Regions from separate parts of the Pan troglodytes genome. Here region 2 is linked to region 1. Evidence: chromatin contacts called from public HiChIP or PLAC-seq data. All regions are on one chromosome and are shown on one strand. The core of a region is the stretch at or near the end of the contact, and the rest is flanking DNA. Distances in the headings are between cores, read along the strand shown.

Region 1 (5,501 bases), core at 1,843-4,342:
CCAGCACTTTGGGAGGCCAAGGCGGGCGGATCACCCGAGGTCAGAAGTTCGAGAGCAGCCTGGCCAACATGGTGAAATCCCATCTCTACTAAAAATACAAAAATTAGTTGGGCATGGTGGTGGGCACTTATAATCCCAGCTACTCAGGAGGCTGAGGCAGGAGAATTGCTTGAACCTGGGAGGCGGAGGTGGCAGTGAGCTAAAATAGCACCACTGCACTCCAACCTGGGTGAGAGGGAGACTCTGTCTCCAAAAAAAACAATAAAGAAATAAATACACTGCCACTTCTCAGTTGGACACTGCCACACTCTCTTCACTGGTCCCATGCTCTAACATGCCATTCTCCCCACAGCAGCCAGAAGAGGGAGGCTCTTAAAAATTTAAGTTACATCACCTCCATTACTCTACTAAAGTAAACAAAACTAAACAAGCAAACCCTCCAATGGCTTCCCTCAATCTTCGGGCCCTATCTGCATGACTGCCTGCCCCTCCTCCATCTCTCCACTTTCCCCCATCACTAGCTGTTCAACACACAGGCTTCCTGACTGACTTCAGGCAAGCTCCACTCATTTCCACCTCAGGGCTTTAACCCAAGCAGTTCTCGGCCTGGAAGGCTCCTCTCAAGCACCTAATACAGTACCTGGCACACAGTAGGTGCTGAAAAAAACCTGGAAACAGAAAGAACCTACTATATCCGTGCTAGAGGAACCAAGAGTGCACCAGGGTGACTCAAATAGAGGCGTAAGATGAGTTGGGACTTCAGTCCCAGTGAAGTGGGGAACCTACAGTTTTCAGGGACCAGCATTCAGAGACCAGATTTGTCTTTTGAAAAGACCCCATTGGCTGCTGTGTGGATCTGTGGAGCAAGAGATCCAGGGAGACCTGCAAGGAGAGAGACCAGACTGGGGTGGTGACCGTGGAGACAGACAAGTGGCAGATCTGCTCACATAAAATGGAGACAATACTACTTTATCTGTATGCATGTCTGTGCCACCCCTGTCTCTGGGTCACCTTTGTGTCTCCAGCACGACCTGGCTCAGAGAAGGGGTCAGCAACTGTTTACTGACCATATCTGTCGTCAGAACTGAATGAAAGATCCATGAGAGGGGCTGGCACATGACAAGGGTGGCAAAGAAAAACAACACAAATCTGAACCTAGTCTGAGTCCCAGCATTTACTAATGACCCAGAGAGGAGTTTGCTGCAGGTTCCATAGCCAATTAACCGCAGAACCAGAACTGGCAGCCAGGCAGGGCTAGAGCAGAGGCCCCTCTCAAGGCCCCTCCTGGGAGGGGCCCGGCTGTATGGGACAATGGGTTATGCCCTGTGCTGCTAAGCTCCACCCCTCCACCACCACATGTCCCTCCAGCTAAAAATAACTCCTTCAGTGCCCTCGAGGACACTGTGCCAGCCCCACAGTTTTCCCTGGGACCCTCAACTCCAAAGGCACAGGAGAGGCTAGATGCTGCAATCTCTGGAGCTAAGGACTTGCAAAAGTCACAGGAACACCTGTCCCCAGGACAAGCCAAGAGGAACAGCAAGAGCCCCTGTAAACATCAGTTTCTTCATCTGTAAAGTGTGGATAATCATCCCTAGCTTGCTATGCGCCTTAAGTAAAGATAATGCCATATGATCAAGATCTGGCATACAGCAGGGCCTCCTTCCTCTAGCCCCACCCAGCTAAGCTCCCCATTTCCCAAATCCAGCTTTATCTCCACCCACACAACCCAATGGCCCCAATCCTGACCCACTAATCTCTCCACAGTATGACAAGCCCCCATTCCAGCTCTACTATTGATGTGACCTTCACATAACCTTTCTGGGTTCAGTTTCAGCATCCACACAATGGAGACAGTCTACTCTGGTAGCAACTTGATGAACTACTTCAACAGAATCTTTGCAAGTCACCTCCCAAGGGCCTCAGTTTCATGCTCTATATAACGGGATTACGTCCACCTCTATGAAGATTATTGTGTAAACACACGTAAATCACCAGATATACAGCAAGTGTTTCCATAAATGTGGATGGCATTCTCCAGACTTAATAGTGTCTTTTTTTGTTTGTTTTTTTTTTGGGACAGGGTCTTGCTCTGTTGCACAGGTTGGAGTGTGGTGGTGCAATCTTGGCTCACTGCAACCTCCGTCTCCCCGGCTCAAACAGTCCTCCTGCCTCAGCCTCCCGAGTAGCTGGGAATGAAGGCGCCCGCCACCACGCCCAGCTAGTTTTTGTATTTTTGGTAGAGATAGCGTTTCACCACGTTGGCCAGGCTGGTCTCAAACTCTTGACCTCAAGTGATTCGCCCACCTCGGCCTCTCAAAGTGCTGGGACTACAGGGGTGAGCCACCACACCCAGTCCAATAGTGTCAAAGTTACTTGAAAAGCTACCAGCCAAACTGAACTGGTTTTTGCTGAAAATTCACTAGGATTGTTCCGCGTGTATTCGCTTGCACACAGTGGTGAAAGGGTGCGCTCAGAGATCTAGATGGCCTGCGTTCCAATCTTGCTCCATCACCACCAGCTGTAAGACTGAGGGCAAGTTACCTCTGCCTCAGGATTCTCATCATAAAATGAGAAGTTTCCCTACAGAGCCATGAGACTAGAATAAAGCTAGAAGGCAGTGCCGATCCCACAGGAAACACTAAGTAAACGTTAACTATCCCTGTATTACACTTCAATCGGTGGGACAGCAGGATTTTTCAAACCACTCCAAATTTTCTTCGAGATTTCGGCAAGGCTGCCCCTGCTGGCGGGGTGGGGGACCCCACAGGTTGGGTAACTGGCCCAAAGTCCCAGGGGAGAGGAGGACCCGAGCCGGCCTGGGGCTCGCTTTCCAGGCCTCTCCTCATACACCCTCCGGGGTGCCCTCGCCGTCCCTGTAGGAGGCCCAGAGAGGGGTGGACGCTCGTCGGGGCCGCCCAGCTGGACAGGGTCCGGTCCAGGCCTAGGAGGCCGGGCGCAGGCCCCCCGAGCAGGGTCCGGCAGGTGCCAGCCGTACCAGGCCGTGGCCAGGTGTGCTCTCCCGCGGAGCACGCCGCCAGTTTGCGGCTCGCAGACCGCGCGGCGGCCCCGGCGTCGCGGGGCATGCTGGGACTTGTAGTCCACGGCCACCCGGAACGGCCCGCTCATGGCCGCGCGAGAACTCCAACTTCCAGGTGGCTTCGCGCGGCCAGAAACGCGCCGAGGCTGCGATTCCAGGGGGTCCAGAGCGCCCCGAGTCGGCCCTGCAGCCCCCGCCACGAACAAGCCCCGGGCGGCCGCAACCGGCTGCAGGTCCTGGGACTCACCGACTTTGTAGGGCAGTTTGTCAGACATGCTGGCGGCACTCGTGATGGAAACGGGCGAAGGGGGCTGGGCCTCAGTCTGGGAACAGGAACTGGGCGGGCAGCGCCGGGCAGGGATATGCGCGTGGCGCCGACGCCTTTAAATATCTTCCTCGCACTTGCATATTCATGACACGCTGGGGCGGGGCCCAACGCGCAGGGCGGAGCCGGGAGGGGATTTCGATCCCTGAAAAGAAGCCTCAGAATTTCACAAGGCGTGGCCCCAGGAGTCTCACTCACCGGTCCGGAAGGGAGCGCCGGGAGAGGCCTGAGAGCCAGCCGGGCCGTCCTCTCGCTGGTTCAGCCAGTTGATTCAGTGTCAAAACCCAGCGGAACTGAAATTCCGCCAGTTCACTTCCCTGTGCCTCAATTTCCTCATCTATAAAATGGGCCAAATGACATCTGCCACACAGATTATTATAAGTAAAGTTGCAGGCCAGGCGCGGTGGCTCACACCTGTAATCCCAGCACTTTGGGAGGCCAAGGCGGGAGGATCGCTTGAGCCCAGGAGTTCAAGACCATCCTGGGCAACACAGTGAGACCTCAACTCTACAAAAAAAAATTAAAAATTAGCCGGGCGTGGTGGCGCGCGCTTGTGGTCCCAGCTACTTGGGACGCTGAGGCGGGAGGGAGGATCTTTTGAGCCTGGAGATCGAGGCTGCAGTGAGCTATCATCCCACCACAGCACTTGAGCCTGGGCGAAAGGGCAAGACCCTATCTCAAAAAAACCAAAACAAAGTTAAGTTGCCATTTGTCAGGTACCTACTGACATCCCAAACATTCGCCTTACTCCAAGTAACCACCACCCTGAATTTAAGTAAGTTTGCATACATTTCTTATACTTTTACTGCATCCGTATATCATTAAATAGTTCTTTCTGTGTTTAGCACCTTTATATATCAACCGTATTTACCCTTCTGCAACTTGCTTTTTTCTGTGAGCATTATATTTATGAGACTCATGCATATAGCTTGAGTATATTCATTTTTGCTGCTGTATAATTCAGTCATCCTAGGCATGGGAAGGGGGAATTGGTTTCAGGACCTCTGTGGACTCCAAAACCCTTCTATGCTCAAGTCCCTCATATAAAATGAGGCAGTATTGGCATATAACCTATGCACATTCCTCCGTACACTTTAATCATCTCTAGATTACTTATAACTAATATAATGTAAATGCTATGTAAATAGTTGTTTTGTAATTTGTATTATTTTTATAGTTATGTTTTTTTAATTGCTTTTTTTCCCCTGAATTTTTTTTTTTTAATGGAGTCTCACTCTGTCGCCCACACTGGAGTGCAGTGGCACCATCTAGGCTCGCTGCAACCTCCACCTCCCGGGTTCAAGCAATTCTCCTGCCTCAGCCTCCCGAGTAGCTTGGATTACAGGCACGCACCACCACACCTGGCTAATTTTGTTTTTTCTTTTTTTGAGACAGAGTTTGGCGCTTGTTGCCCAGGCTGGAGTGCAATGGCATGATCTTGGCTCACTCCAACCTCTGCCTCCCGGATTCAAGCGATTCTCTTGCCTCAGCCTCCCGAGTAGCTGGGATTACAGGCATAAGCCACCACGCCTGGCTAATTTTGTATTTTTAGTAGAGACGGGGTTTCTCCATATTGGTCAGGCTAATCTCGAATTCCCGACCTCAGGTGATCCGCCAGCCTCTGCCTCCCAAAGTGCTGGGATTACTGGCGTGAGCCACCGTGCCCGGCCTCTACTCATTTTTTAACCTAAAAATGAGAAAAGAATTAAACTCTTCTGGCCGGGCGCGTGGCTCACGCCTGTAATCCCAGCACATTGGGAGGCCGAGGCGGGCGGATCACGGGGTCAGGAAATCGAGACCATCCTGGCTAACAGGGTAAAACCCCATCTCTACTAAAAATACAAAAAAAAAAAAAAAAATTAGCTGGGCGTGGTGTCGGGAGCCTGTAGTCCCAGCTACTCGCGAGGCTGAGGCAGGAGAATGGCGTGAACCCGGGAGGCCGAGCTTGCAGTGAGCCGAGATCGCACCACTGCACTCCGGCCTGGGCGACGGAGGGAGACTCTTGTCTCAAAAAATAAAAAATAAAAATAAGAATTAAGGTCTTCTATGACATAGTAAATGTATTGGTCTCACTTGATCTGTACATCTGATCTCTGTCTGAGAGTCATGAGGGCCGATGTCAAGCAGAGACTTCCTGAG
Region 2 (5,501 bases), core at 1,189-3,688, 410 kb after region 1:
ACTACAGGTGCATGGCATCTGGCTAATTTTCTCATTTTTTGCAGATAAGTGGTCTCGCTATATTGGCCAGGCTGGTCTCAAACTCCTGGCCCCAAGCAATCCTCCTGCCTTGGCCTCCCAAAGTGCTGGGATTATGGGTGTGAGCCACCACACCTGGCCAAGTAGAATCTTGAAGACAGGAAAGATCTGGATTTCAGAAAGTTCTGAAGAAGGCATTCCAGGCAGGGGAAACAGCTTGAGCAAAAGGGTGGAGGTGGGAGAGTGCTGTAGAGTCAACAAGGAGTTTAACTTTAGCACAAGATGCGTGTAGGAGAAGGGGAGGTGAAGCTGGAGAGAACTGGGGCCGGAGCATGGGGGGCATGAGTTCTGTGTTAGGAGTGTGGGGCTTTAGGAGCCACATCAGGTTTTAGAACAAACAAGTGGCTTGACAGGAGAGACGTGTTAGGGATTATTTAATTAAAGTCAGCAAGTAGGTCTGAAAGGGTATGAGGTTAGCAGGAAGTGGCTGTGATGGGCAGAGGCTCAGAGTTGCATGGAATGAGGACACTTTGGGTATAACACTCCAAGGGCCACAATGCCACTCCCCTCTCCACCCCTCAACCTTGGGTTATTTTTTTCTGGCTTCTTCCCCTGTCGCTAGGGTTAAGGAGTCCCTTGGGGGTTTCAGATGAGGCTGGGATAGAGTTTTATCACTAGAGTGCCGGGTGCGGTGGCTCACGCCTGTAATCCCAGCACTTTGGGAGGCCGAGGCAGGCAGATCACAAGGTCAGGAGACCGAGACCATCCTGGCTAACACTAAACATACAAAAATACAAAAAATACAAAAAATTAGCCAGGCGTGGTGGCAGGCGCCTGTAGTCCCAGCTACTCGGGAGGCTGAGGCAGGAGAATGGCGTGAACCCGGGAGGCGGAGCTTGCAGTGAGCCGAGATCGCGCCACTGCACTGCAGCCTGGGCAACAGAGCAAGACTCTGTCTCAAAAAAAAAAAAAAAAAAAGTTTTATCACTAGAGCATTAACCTCTGGCCTAGGTCACCTCCGGCCTCCTTTTGGGCTAGGTGGGCAGTTCTCGGACCCTCTCCCACCAGCCCTGCTCTGCTGACCTAGAACCTCTGGCCCTGGAGATTCTGATATGCGTATTTGTGGTCTCTTCTCGGGCATCTCCCAGGCCACTGGGAGAGCTGGGGCCTAGAGCGTGGGGTGGGTGGGATCCTGAGGGCAGAGAGTGTGGAAGAATCTTACAATGGCAGCTCTAGAGGGAAGCCTGGATATGTTTGTTTGACAAACTGAGACCCAGAGAGGTAACATGACTTGAGGTCACACAGCAAGTCTAGGGCACAGTCAGGACTGAAAGCCAGGACTCTGGGGAGGCTGAAGCGCCCTGAGGTTTAGACCATCTGGTTCATGTAGAGAATGGAGAGGGTCAGGGCTGGGAGCTATGGGTTCAAATCCTGGCTCTGCCATTGACTGTACTTTTGTGACCTAAGAAAGTCACTTGAGCTCTCTGAGTCTGTTTCCTCAACTGTAAAACGGGACAATATCTACCTTTTGGGTTGTTGTGAAGATAAAAAAACACACCCATAGCACAGGTCGTGGCACACAGTAAGTGTGCCAATACATGTCAGCTAGTGGTATGGTGGTGCAATAGTAGGTGCCTAATAAATGTTGAATGCATTGTTGAACATGAGTTCACACGCTAACAGTGAGATTGTGAGACTCAGCTTTCCCACGTGTAAATCAGGACTCATAATCAGTCCCTGTCCTGCCACTTCTTTACAGCCCCGGTAGCAACATAGATTAAATAAGGTATGTAAACGTTCAAGTGCAGAGCCGTCTCAGGTCAATGTTTACTCAGCCCAGGGCAATTCCTCTCCAAGTCCTACTCTGCGAAATTTCACGTCAGCTTCACTAACTTCTCTACATTCCCAGATGCTCCCCGGGAACCGGGGGTTGGGGATGTCCCTCTTTTCTCAAGCCCGCCGAGCTGAGGAAAAACGGGGTGGGAAAGCAGAAAGTGTGTAAGGCTGAGGAGGTGAGCCAGAGGAGGGAGGGAGAGCAGGAATAAGGGCAGTGGGGAGAATGGAGGTGCACGGACGTGGTGTGGGTCAAGAACAGGGTCCGCATCGGGGGACTTGGATATAGGATGCAGTGAAAGGATTTGGGGAGCAGTGGGAGAGGTGAGGGCGCTGCGATCCGGGAAGAATCAGGAAAATAAGGAGCCGGTAGGAGGGAGTGGAGATCCTCCTCGCGGAGAGCTCGCCGCGGCGCAGGGCTCCCAGCTCCCCGCAGCTGCCTCCCCGAACACTCACCCTCCCGGTTCCGAGAACGTTTCCCGGCCCGAGCGCCCGGCCCGCAAACCGGGAGGGGAGGGGAGGGGAGGGGCAGGGGGGCATCCGCAGCCCGGGATTGGCCGCCGCCCCGCCAGCCGGTGACGCGAGGCGGGCGGGCCCCTTTGTGACGTCACAATCAGCTGTTTGAACGTTCCAATTTGTGCCGTGAGCCCCGCCGCAGCGGCCGCACAGACTCAAAGCCCCGCGGGCGAGCTCAGCAGCCCGGAGCGACCGCGGCCCCGCCGCCTCCCCCGCGAGTCCCGGCGATGCGGCCCGGCCTGTGAGCGGCCGGCGACCCTGGGACGCCCCGCCGCACAACTACCTCAACGCCGCGCCGCCCCCCTCCCGCCCCCAGGTGAGTCCCGACCCGGGTGGGCCTGGGGGCTCCCCTGCCACGGACACGCCCTGCGCCCCCCGCGCCCGGGCCTTTGTCTGTCTCCGCCGGCGGCCGCCGGGGCCGCGTTCCCGGCTCCCGATTGGTTGCCGCACGCCCGGTAGACCATGACGTCGTTCTATTTGCATATGACATTGAGACGTCACCAAGGCCGGCACCGCCCCCACAGGCTCGGGTCGCTTGTCCTCCCGTGACCCGGTAGCCGCTGTGTCGGGGCTGGGCCCTGGGTGAGACGCTGCAATCCAAAGGGGGCTGCAGGGGGATCGGCGATTTCCTAGGCTTATCCAGGGGCTGGGGTCAGGCCTCTGATCCCCTACTTTCTCTTTGCAACCTGAGAAGGAGTCAGACGGCGCTGCTGGGCCTAGGTTGAGGGGGTCGTCAGGAGTTCAGGGCTGCATGGGACTCCAGGTGGTTGGGACAGCACCAGATGGTGGTGGGATCCCCTCCCTCCGGCTCCAGACTCCGCCCCCAGGGACTAACAGAATAACATCCTCCTAATCCCTGATTTGTGTGCAGCGCCTTAGCTGATGTCACTCCCAGACCCAAAATGAAGGGTCTTAGACCCCAGTGCATGGAAGGGGCAACAGGCCCAGAGAGGAGGATTAGCTCTCTCGAGGTCACATAACCAATTAGAGTCATGCTCACTGAGTGACAGATGGATTATTAGCCAGGGGCAAAGACATAATAGGGGCTCAGTACAAGTGGTAAGATACACATCCTCCTTCCACTGGGGACCCGATCTTGGGCTCAGCCTTATCACGGTTTGATAGGCTCCTAGGTGTCCTTACTCCTGGACCTTTTTCCAGGGAATCTCTGGAGATTGGTTCACCTTTTGTGGTCCTGACCCCTTCTGTCCTCACTGTACCTTGAAGTCCTAGAGTCCAATAAAATCGCTGCCTCCCAGCTGTTTGGATCACAGAGAGGTGAGTCATTGGCTGCCTCGGGGTGTCTCCAGGGCTGATGTTGGGGTGGAGGGTGGGGTGAGGGTTCCCTCTATTGGCCCTTTACCTTCTCAACTTCCTAGGTTGTCAGCTAGGAAGGGCCTGACCTGGCCTAGTGCAGACAATTGCAGGTGTTTTGCTGCTCCCTCGTCACCTCTGCCCACAGAGAGTATAGGAGAAGGGATAGGATAAGGAGAGTTTCTGACTTAACAAGTGGATGGGCCTAGAGGCTGAACCAGGAACTCCATTCCTGCTGGGAGTTTGCTCAAGGATGGGCTGGGGGTAGGGGTGGCTTAGGGCACAAATGCTATTCTGGGCAGAGCTGCTGTAGTTATTAAAGGGAATGGTTCTCCCTGGAGCAGAACCGGGAATGTGAGAACCAGGAAGCTGGCAGGGCTGGGAAAGGAAATCTGGGAGGCTCCCCAAGTGGTCAGGAGAGGGGGCAGGCACTGGCTGGCTGGTGCTGCTTTCACTCCTGGCTGTCACCGACTTGCTGTGTGACCTCAGGCAGGGAGCTTTTCCCCTGAGCCTCCGTCCCCTAAACCTATCTGAAATTTGGGGAGGCACAGTGCAGGCTCTGGTACACAGTGGGTCTTCAGTAAATGCATGCTAAATCTTGGTGCCAGTAACCCCAGACCCTTTTGTAACTAGGCGAGGGGTGGTGTGGCTAGGTCAAGGTCTTTTCCACCTCCCTGTACCCCTGCATCATTGTATTCTTGGGGATTGTTTGCTGAGTCTTTCCTGACTGTGTACACTCTGGACTGGATGCACAGTAACGTGGGACTAGGTCTGCCCTGCCACTATCTAGCCATGTATTTTTGGATAGATTTATGTGTTCTTTCTGATCATCAGATTTTAAAATGGGCTGGGTGAATATGATGGTCCCTGAAACAGCTCTTAACTTCTCTTTCATATTCCATGAAGTAGTAGGTTCTTGGAAGGAGGATGTGCCTCATCAAGGCCTCGATATTCCCTTCCTTCAAGAGGGGCCAAACTTTCTGGGCTTTTGGTAATGGAGTCACTAGCTCCCTGTGGCTACAGATGGGTTGGGATACGTGAATTGTGCTGGGTGGACACTAGTTGGGGGTGGCCCCACCTTCTTAATCCCTGTAGATCTCCCACCCCCATCCCACCAGGGAAGCCAGCATCTTAAGCCTACTGTGAGTCTGCAGATGTGGAAATATTCTCAGGGTATGGAAGTGAGGTGATTCTGCAGCAAGTGTGAAAACATTTCTAGGGAATGGGGGAGGTAGCAATAAGCATGGCAATACTGCAGGTGGATTAGCAGAAAGAGGAGAAATGCCTTCAGGGAAGTCTGGACATGCCCCCAGGAAGTTCTACAGGAAGTGTGGAAACACCCTTAGAGAATGATGACAAGTGTCTCAGCAGCAAAACCGTTGAGCATCTTTAGGGAACAGGTGTGGAGAGTCAGTCAGGCTTCAGGTACTGGGGGAGTATGGCCAGCAGCCCCCAGCCAAGCTCTAGTCCTGAGGTAGGCTGGCATGGGGAGGGGGTAGATCTAGAGCTACCACCTTGGTGTTTCCATTTCTGCAGTAGGGGGCCTCCCTCTTCATCTTCACCCAGGGAAGGATTGGTTAAGGGCTTACCTCGGTCTGGGTCCAACCCTCAGTGCTCATCCTTAAGGGCCCCTGGAAACTGACAGCTCCCTCCCTCCATCATCACCTCCCACTGACCTGCTGTCTCCCTGAGCCCAAGCAACCTGATCTTCCTCCTACCCCTGGATGCTGCCCTTGAACAGGAGCCTGGGAAAAGGGGGTCAGAGGGGGGAGGGCCTGCCGGCATGCCATCTTTACACCTCATATGACAGACACAACCGA

Evidence for each region. HiChIP or PLAC-seq counts read pairs in DNA pulled down with a chosen protein or histone mark.
Region 2: a contact with region 1 is called in an H3K4me3 HiChIP or PLAC-seq map of stem cell-derived excitatory neurons, with 4 times the contacts expected there. The contact joins the promoter of TP53INP2 here to the promoter of AHCY in region 1. A contact is called at or near these places in 2 of 7 Hi-C or Micro-C datasets (induced pluripotent stem cells and stem cell-derived neural progenitor cells) and 1 of 1 datasets of contacts at active chromatin or transcription factors (stem cell-derived excitatory neurons).

Annotation. Positions count from the first base shown.
Region 1 is chr21:40,531,500-40,537,000 of NHGRI_mPanTro3-v2.0_pri, forward strand. It overlaps AHCY (adenosylhomocysteinase), which reads right to left and starts at 3,093. Exons shown (of 10, transcript NM_001280434.1): 1 at 2,996-3,093. The coding sequence starts at 3,083.
Region 2 is chr21:40,939,509-40,945,009 of NHGRI_mPanTro3-v2.0_pri, forward strand. TP53INP2 (tumor protein p53 inducible nuclear protein 2) reads left to right here and starts at 2,439. Exons shown (of 5, transcript XM_001160082.6): 1 at 2,439-2,683; 2 at 3,529-3,645.